Regions from separate parts of the Mus musculus genome. Here region 2 is linked to region 1. The links are chromatin contacts, called in public Hi-C maps. All regions are on one chromosome and are shown on one strand. Each heading gives the region's core, a stretch centred on a gene start, on an enhancer-like site or on the middle of the called end of the contact. The rest is flanking DNA. Distances are from core to core; before and after follow the strand shown. Region 1 has its middle 15 kb from the start of Gm51626. Region 2 has its middle 17 kb from the start of Gm38137.

Region 1 (4,618 bases), core at 523-3,022:
AAAACTCCCTTTGTTTGGGTTTTTGGAGTTAATTTAATTTTAACTGAGTCCCCCATTCTTTGGGAGCAGAGATAACCAACTTTGGTCACCATTGGAGTTTTCCTCCCTTTTCCCTTATCTCCCTTGCTAAACAAGCTCACAACCATATACAGCCACTTGCCCTTCCACCATCAGCCCCAGAGGGGTTCCCAGGAAGTACTCACTGCCTGACTCCTCTCAATCTGTGGGTCATGACAGCTTTAAGGAGAGAGGTTCTTTCACAGGGGTTGCCTAAGACTGTCAGAAAACAAGCTATATACATTATAATGCATAACAGTAGCAACATTACAGTTATGAAGTAGCAATGAAAGTAATTTTATGGTTGGAGGTCGCTGTTGTATAAAGGGTGACAGCATTAGAACGTCGATGCTTTTACAGCAGCCTATGGACAGGCATCTCAGTGAGCTAGAATTGCTTAGATGTCTCTGGGGAGGCAGTAGAGAGAAATGGAAGCCACAGAAGGGCAGGGCTCTGCAGTCTCTTAACTTTCTATGGACCCACCTTCCTCCCTGGAAGCAAGCTCAGTTCCCCTTTCCCTCTACCAAGTCCAGCATAGGCTTTTCTGTGGGTTTAGGAGGTTGAAAATACAAACCCAGAAGAGAAGTATCTTGCAGGAAACTTCTGCTTTCTTCCTTGTGACACACTCCCAGAGGCAAAGAAGCACAAAGGGACTTCAGCCTCTGGGTATGGACCCGGAAGAGGAAGGCATAAATACCAACAATCTTCACAACTTAGCTGAGTTAACAGGAAATATGCTTTGCCTGAAGGCTTAAGGGCAAAGAGTTGATCAGCAAATTGCTCAGTATCCACCCTTCCTTACAAAACTCTAAAAAGTTAGCTTTGAGCACCTACAATCTGGGTCAGTTGATAGAGTTAGACATTTTCAATAGTTGCCAGTTGTGGCTCATTTCTATGATATCAACACTGGAAAATCTGAGGCAGGTGGATCGCTGTTAGTTTGAAGCCAGTCTGAGCTATGTAGTGAGGTCCAGGACAGCCTGGGCTACAATGTGAGACTCTATTTCAGAGAAAGAGCGAGAGAGTGAGAGAGAGAGAGAGACAGAGACAGAGAGAGAGAGAGAGACAGAGACAGACAGAGAAAGAGACACACACACAGAGACAGAGATAGAGACAGAGAGAGAAGACAGAGGCAGAGAGAGAGACAGAGAGAGAAGACAGAGACAGAGTGACAGAGACAGACAGAGGGAGACAGAGATAGGCAGACAGAGACACAAAGAAAGACACAGACAGACAGACAGACACACACACACACACAGAGAAGGTGGGGATAAATTCCATTCGTGACTGTTGGTGGAAAAGCTAAACTGTTTATTCCAAAATATGACTCAGCCAAGTTACAACCAGTTTTATTATAAGAAGGATATAAGACAGTTTGTAGTAAATCTACTCACATACATTTGTCTAACTTGCACTTTCTGATTGTCTTTATTCCTAAAATAATTCAGCACGGAGCAAGGGAAAACAGTACCACAAGCTTTACCAGTGCCCATTTACAGCTGTTGCAATAGCCTTTGCTCCGCAACTACTGTTTTCCATTTCCTAGATGCTCGCGTGCCTACAAAGGGAGATGGAGGAGCGTCCATTTTCTCAGGAGACTTTCTCAGTCTCTGCCCCTCTGCTCCAGTTTTGGCTGTGTAGTAGAAGTTGTAATTAGAATAGCATGGAAGCGTAGGACCATATGTATGTGTATGCTGCAAAGCTTCTTGACAGTCGCCGTGACAACTGAGAAGGTGCAGAAGCTCTGCATGCATCTTTAGGCATCTTCATCTGAACAGCCATCACATAGAGTGCGTGCAAAACCTTTTTACTAAGCAAAAGGTTTTCTTTTTTTTTTTTCTTAACAATTTTTGGCACTTTAATGCTTTTTATTTATGTAACAAAATGGTTTTCCTTTAGATATTGTTCCAAGAGACGATGCCCTTTAGCTAAATATCAGTCTGCATTTAAACTATCATGGCTCTTTAGTTAGGTGGCAGTTCCTTAAAGTTATTCTCAAGAAGACAGGTGCATTTGCTGTCAATTATCCATGTCTATCTATAGATCATGGCTCACAGAATCAGGGACACTGGAGCTACACGAAAGGGTGGCTAACTAAAGATTATTACTCTCTGTGTGACGTGAGTAAGTGTGTTTGATTCTTCTCCAAGGCTCCAAGAAACAAGAGAAGGATTTTATCCTCCAGTCTTCTCTAAGCAGCATAGCAACAGAAGACAACTGAAGAACATATTAGTGAGAATTTTTATCACATAGAAATGTGTGTTCCCAGTACCACACAGAACAAAGAGTTATAGATTGTTCCCTCTAAATTTTTGGTTTTGTACAATCTTCTCATTTAAAGCCACATCTATCAGGTACATATTTTCATTCATTCATAAAAACATTTATTGAAGTCTTACCATGCATTGATATACTCAAGGAACATAAGAATAAATTCAGTTAAGGGACGGAACATTGAGTTGTACCCCCAAAGCTGTCATGGGAGTCCAGCTTTTCATCGTAGAGGACTTGGGATCTCAGTGCTTCAGACTCTGTACCTGACAAAAGTCAGGTGCTTTGAAGATGACTTCAGTTAAATCAATGGAAAGCTGTTCATATGGGGCGTCTCCTGAGCATAACAGCCATGCCATCATGGAATAGCCATGAACAGCCTGGGTAGGTGGTGGGTAGAAGGGAGAACAAGGTAGGTAACACGGCTCTGGAATGAGTCTAGAGTTCCTGATACTGTTCTGTTTCCCAAGAGGACAGGAAAAATATGGATTCTAGGTCTGCAGTAACTGGAATGGAAATCTCAAAAAATTCCATTGTTGGCTGCCACTTTCACTCCCTGGCTATCAGAGGGTACTATGTAATCCAATTCTAAACCAAGAAGTATTAAAGAATATCTGTTGAGAGAAAGGACAGGAATTGGGAAATATTCTACTTTTTTTTTAATCAGCAGAGGTAAAGACCTTTTGCCTTCTAGCCTCGATAAATGTATTAATATGTACAATGTGACATTATATGATGTGTTATATATGAGCACTATACAGGCAATGTGGTAAGGATAGTGGAACCAGAGAGGAACAGGCTGGTTCCTTGACATTGCAATAATTGCTCTGGTCCTGAAGGGCCTTTCTCCAGATTTCTTATTGAATGATTAAGATTAACACTTTTATGACTAAACGATCATTGAGGTTTCTGCTCTTTATAGTGAAAGAAAGAAAGGAAGAAAGAAAGAAAGAAAGAAGAAAGAAAGGAGGAAGGAAAGAAGGAAGGAAGGAAGGAAGGAAGGAAGGAAGGAAGGAAGGAAAGAAAAACAGAGAAACAAAGAGAGACAGAGAATGGAAATCAAGCTAAAATCTCCATGGAAAATAAGAGACTGGGAGTAAGGGATACTGGTAACTGGGATGAAGGAACAAAGTACCAGACAGAAAAAAAAATCCACAAAATGGTGATTTTTTTTTCAGCTATCCCGAATCCCCTGTAGCCAGAAACAGGACATAGTTGAAGGCGTGGAGAGTTTTGAAGGCTGAGAAGCTGTCTTTGGATGTAACGATCTCTTAAAATTTCATCCCACTGTTTGAAAGCACTGAAGATGGTGTCTTCCACTACATAAACCGAGAAAGAGAACACTGTTTATGAGGTTCCTCTTGGAAAACTGCAAGGTTTATACCCTCATTCAAAAGTTGATTAAAATGTCTATTAAAATGATGGATCTAAATTGTAAAATTGGACTGAGGAGACCCTAGGGCACTAATAACTGTGAGCTCTGTGACTCAGCCCACGGTAGAGTAGCAACTAGCTGAGAAAATGACTTTAAGTAAGAACGATGCAACAGGTAGAAGATGTCTAAAACATAAAACATCATCTGAACATACAATTTAAAGCAGCACACGCTGACTGGGCGTGTCTCTGGGGCTCCTGAGTGCACACTTTAAATTATAAGTGAAGTTAAAGAAAGCACTCTGGGCACGTGGGTAGGGATGGGCCATTATAATAAATGCCTGTGAATCTCAGAGGAAAGAGAGATAAATTTAGGATTGAGATGTGAGCACAGAACCTGTGCCGAGCCAATATTAAGAAGCCAGGAGATAGAAGGGCCCTGAGGGTCTGGGTTTTGACTGGGACTTTGAACATTCCTGGTGTGAAAGTTGTGTGTTCACCCAAAAGAAGCGCTTACAGAGCTCCATCAAGAAAGAACTCACTGGGGGCTGAAGAGAAGATTTAGTGGTTAAAAGCATTTGTTGATATTGCAGAGGGCCAGGGTTCAATACCCACTAGCTACATGATGGTTCACAAATGTCTGTACTCCTGGTTCTGGTTCTAGGGAGACTGACACTTTCTTCTGACTTCTCTGGGTATCAGGTACACACGGTGCACAGACGTACATGCAGGCAAAATACTCATACATAAACAAAACAGATACATCAAAAGGGGAAAAAAGTTTTAAAAAGAGCTCATCTGCTTTGTAGAGTCAGGGGTGTGAATTATCTCCAACAAAACTAAAGTCCTGAAGTTGTGTTCCTAAAAAGGTTTTGTACCCGTGCAGAGCAGAACAGTTTGTTTGAGACAAGGTCTC
Region 2 (4,370 bases), core at 1,223-3,722, 270 kb after region 1:
ATCGGTTGGGCCTTCTCTTTGGAATCTTAGAGATTTTAGCTTTGTCCTGTTACATTATTCACTTAACCCTATTCAAATCTCCCTGCAACATTCCTCACCAACCCACCACCTGCCAAAATGTTCTGGATTATTGAATGAAAGACAGACAGACAGACAGACAGAGTCTTCTATTTTAACATGCCTTAAACAATATAATGGCAGAGCCACTCTCAAATTTCATCTAGTAGCCAAGGCCTACACTCTGATACTCCTGAATTATTGCTTACTAAAATTATTCAATCTTTGCTACCCAGATCCACTCTGTCTTCCGAAGCTCTTACATGGCTGGCACCCTTCTTCCATGGCTCTCAAACCCTGGCATGATGATTCCAAATCCTTTTCCTAGTTTCCTTGTCCAGAAAATCTAGTCTCATCTCTATCTCCCTGCCCAGCAACTTTATTTACAAATTAGAATCAGTTGGGGCAAGGACCCTTAGCAGCTAACACTCGGGATTCTCATGTAATTTGGGAACCCATAAGGCAAGCATTAAATCAAATCCACAACATTGTCCTCCAACCCAAGAAAGCAGAAAGGAAATGCCAATGAACGAGTGAGGTGTAGTTTATAGTTTACCTGGAACCCCTCATCATTATTTAAAAGAATAAAACCCTAAATTTTGCATTAAAATTCTAAACTCTAACCATTAGAAATCCTTGGCATATGTTTTGTTTCTTTGTAACACATCTGAAAACAGACAGCAACCTGACCTGTGTGCTCAGGGCATAGTTGAGCCCGTGCTTTGGGGATCATCTTCTTTGATAAATTCTGAGCCTTAGTAAATGTAATACTGACTTTAGAAGCCATTAAAATACTAACCCTAGCTCTCTCTGCTTCTCTAAATTTTCTTACTTGACTGCTGTTAAAGTATGATGTGGTGTGGGCTTAGGCGCCTTCACTGCCAAACACCACCCAAGCAATTGTCTTGTGGGCGTGTCCCAGCTGGAGAAACATACTCGCCTTAGAAAACTCAGCAGCTCACTAGTTTTTGATGAGACTGTGAAAACCATGGCAAATGACTTACTTGAGGTCTATGAGATACGGGGGGGGGGGGGGGGGGGGGGGGGAGGGGGATTTCAGTGTGGACCTCATCACCTGCATGATTGTGTTCTTAGTTTTATTTTATTTTATTTTATTTTATTTTAAGATATTGAGCTAGAACAGCTCAGATGCTCCAAGGGGAACGGGAGACTATGACTCAGGACCATACCTTGCACTCTCCTGCTTGTGGCTCTGGCAACCTGAATGTGCTGCTCTAGATCATAAAAAGCATCTTGTTCAGAGAGCAGAGTGTGGGTGGTGGGTGGCTCACAGCCACTGTGGGAGCCAGCGGGCAAGGATGGATTAGAGACTACTTTGAGATCTCAGGAAATGGAAACCTAAGGACTCAAGAATTGTTTCTTCTTCAACCAGAGCCACACAGTAGTAAGCATTCAAATAGTTTTAAACATATAGGTCACTGACTTAAGAGTTCTGTGGTCATCTGACATCGTGAAACTACTCAGTTGAAATTGTAGTTCACAGAGAGAGGGATCCAAAGGTGAGGAGCGGGGTGGACACTGAGATATCAGGTCAGAGCAGGAGGTGGGATTCAGAACCTGAAGAACCTCAGGTGCTTTCTAAAAGGAGTTTGGACACCATCTTGTCGACAACAGGACACGCTGCAAGATTTCCAACCCAAGTTCATGGAGGACAGAATTGCTTTTTAAAGGATCACTCGGGTTTGCAGCAATGAGAAGTGGGAAGGATATACAGGATCGGAGACCAGTTAGGGATGGTCATGGCTTGAGTGTAATCATAGCTAATAGTTCCATCCTGGCTTGAGGATTGCGGCTTTAAGGAATTGTCTCTGAGCAGGGGCTCGGGAGGCTCAGTAGTCTGCTCTGTTTGCCTGCTGCCTGTCTGCTTACTAGAAAATATGCCTATGATCAGATTTGGGTCTCAAATTTCAGAGAGACAAGTTTGGATGATGGTTATGAACTTTACAAGAAAAAAAAGAGGCAAGAAAGAGGAATAAAGAATAGAGAATATGTTACCTGAAACAGAAGCATCAAGAGATCACTGCACAAGCCTTTCATCCCAGCATCAGGGAGGCAGAAGCAGGGGGATCGCATTGAGTTCAAGGCCAGCGTGGTCTACAAAAGCTCCAGGACAGCCAGGGCTACACAGAGAAACCCTGTCTTGAATCTTCCACCCACCCCTAGAAAGGATCATTTGCAAACTTGTTTTGTAAGAACTGCTGTAAGATTAGTGCCAGAATTTTCAAGCTGTGTAACTTCTTCAGTGATTATATTTATCTTGAAATACATTGTAAAGAGCTTAGATACTAAATAAACAGTCTCCTAGTGATCTCATGCATATGCATCATGCCAAAGGGGTGAAGGGTGATTGAACCTCATGAAGCAAGCCCGTCAGAAATCTTGTTTGACCTTGTGTCTGGAACAGGAGCCAATCCTAACTTTATATCCTAGAGAACTCTAGATTTTCTGTGAAAAATGCTCACTCTATGGGGGTGGTGGAGGAGATCAGGGCTGGAAGCCAGTTTATCCAATCCCTGTCTGGAGCACGTGGGCAGATGTGAAAGTGGGAGCAATATTCATACCACACATTGGTTTCCTTGTGAACATGTTAATGCAAATTTGCAACCATGGCAACAAAACAGCTTTATTAAAACATAAAGTCTCCATGTTATTGCACTTAACACACAAACGTGCGTGCGTGCGCACACACAGACACACACACACACACACACACACACTCATGTCCCCAAACCCAAACTAAGCAAATGCAAACCCTCTGATTTCTTGCTAATAAGTAAAGTTAGCATTTTTTCTTGTTTACCCATTTCATTAGGAATATTTCATTAAAAGATTCCAATTATTCTATAACCCTTTGTAGTTCAAAGGAAATCATTTTAGAGAAGTAATCTGGGTTTGAAGAGGATGACAATCCAAACAAGAAATGAAGAGATGGCTTTAGAGGTTTCTTATTTTGGCACTGAATAAAGTCAGAGAGAATGGGGGCAGAGTGTTAGGACTGCCAGAGGAAAAACAGAGGGGAGAGAAGAAAGAATCCTTGTGAAGATGTCAGGACTCTGTAGCCAGGGCTAGGACTGAGGATCCATGGTGATCACAGAGGGATGAGGGCAGATACTTTTTACCACTTACTTTTATATTTTGTTACTTAATGGATTTTGTTACATTCATTTTGATATTTTTAAAGAAAAATCTATTTAGCTCAATATATTTCCTGAGCTCTTTAAAATTGGTATCTGATATTTCAGTTTACCCAGTTAACCTGCCTTATTAAGGATAGAGATTTACAAAGAAAGAAAAAGATACATAGATTACACTAGAAATTCTGATTACATTTTGAGTTCAGCTTGGGAGGTGAGGAAATGTTCTCTAGGCTTACAGACCCCAGCGGCACCCCTGTAGCCAGGGGCATGTGAAGGGCTGGAAGAGCTGGGGCATTCCTCAGTCTCAGGGGGGCAGAGCACCTTCATGATCTCTTCCTCTGAGGGCTTCGACCAGTTCTTGGGTGTAGATAGTTTGGTTACAGACCTCAGTAAAACTTTCTTACGTTGTCTATGCTTTGGCTTGAGTGAGTATTTGGGATCTGTGGGTTTATAACTTTCATCAAATTAAGAAAATAATCTAAGCTGTCTCTTGAAATATTTCTTTGCTCCCCCTCCCTTGTTTCCCCTCAAGAGTTTTGTTTCTCCGATAACGTGTGTATTGAACCACTTGAAGGTCTTAGGTGCTCTGTCTTTCTGTCTGTCTGTCTGTCTGTCTTTCCCCGCCCCCCAATACTGGTTTCGTTAGAGATCGGTTATATTGCTGTGCTTTCAAGTTCACTAATTCTATTTTATTTATCAATAACCCACTGTTTATCATAAATTTCTGGCACTTAATCAAAGGAAGTTCTAGTTGGGTCACTTTAAATATAGTTCATTAACAAGTTTACAGTTCCTTTCACGGTCTTGAACATTTGGAATATAACAAGAATGACTGTTCTTGTCTACAATTCTAACATCTTTGATAATGTTTTGTTGTTATGTTTTTTTCTACTTCTTTATACTTTCTTGCACGCGCTCGACTGGCCAGGAGGAACGATGCTGCAACAGGATCCTTCCGCACACGTTTATTAGGAGAGCTTGATTGCAGAGGCAAAGAGACCCAAGCCCAGAACTGGTGCTGCTTATATAGGCCTAGGAGAGGCGTTCTCTCTCATCTGATTGGTTAACTTGTCTCTCATCTGATTGGTTAACTTTGGTCAATTCTCAAAACCTCATCTTGGCAAAAGAACCTTTACTGCCTATATATGTGTGGTG

What was found. Hi-C and Micro-C count contacts between places; a contact is called where the count stands out from the background.
Region 2: a Hi-C map of cortical neurons shows a contact between it and region 1, with 2.5 times the contacts expected there. The contact joins two enhancer-like sites. A contact is called at or near these places in 19 of 484 Hi-C or Micro-C datasets (the C10 cell line, CD4 T cells, bone marrow-derived dendritic cells and 11 more) and 7 of 115 datasets of contacts at active chromatin or transcription factors (differentiating embryonic stem cells, embryonic basal ganglia, embryonic stem cells and 3 more).

What each region holds. Positions count from the first base shown.
Region 1 is chr1:60,579,424-60,584,041 of GRCm38.p6, forward strand. No RefSeq gene overlaps it. Among named protein-coding and RNA genes, the nearest start is that of Gm51626, 15 kb to the right of the region's middle. Within about 2 kb of position 1,773, at least 50 of the 459 cell types and tissues checked have an H3K27ac peak or open chromatin away from gene starts, as enhancers often do. A contact at or near this core is called in cortical neurons, where this site is marked.
Region 2 is chr1:60,844,564-60,848,933 of GRCm38.p6, forward strand. No RefSeq gene overlaps it. Among named protein-coding and RNA genes, the nearest start is that of Gm38137, 17 kb to the right of the region's middle. Within about 2 kb of position 2,473, at least 24 of the 459 cell types and tissues checked have an H3K27ac peak or open chromatin away from gene starts, as enhancers often do. A contact at or near this core is called in cortical neurons, where this site is marked.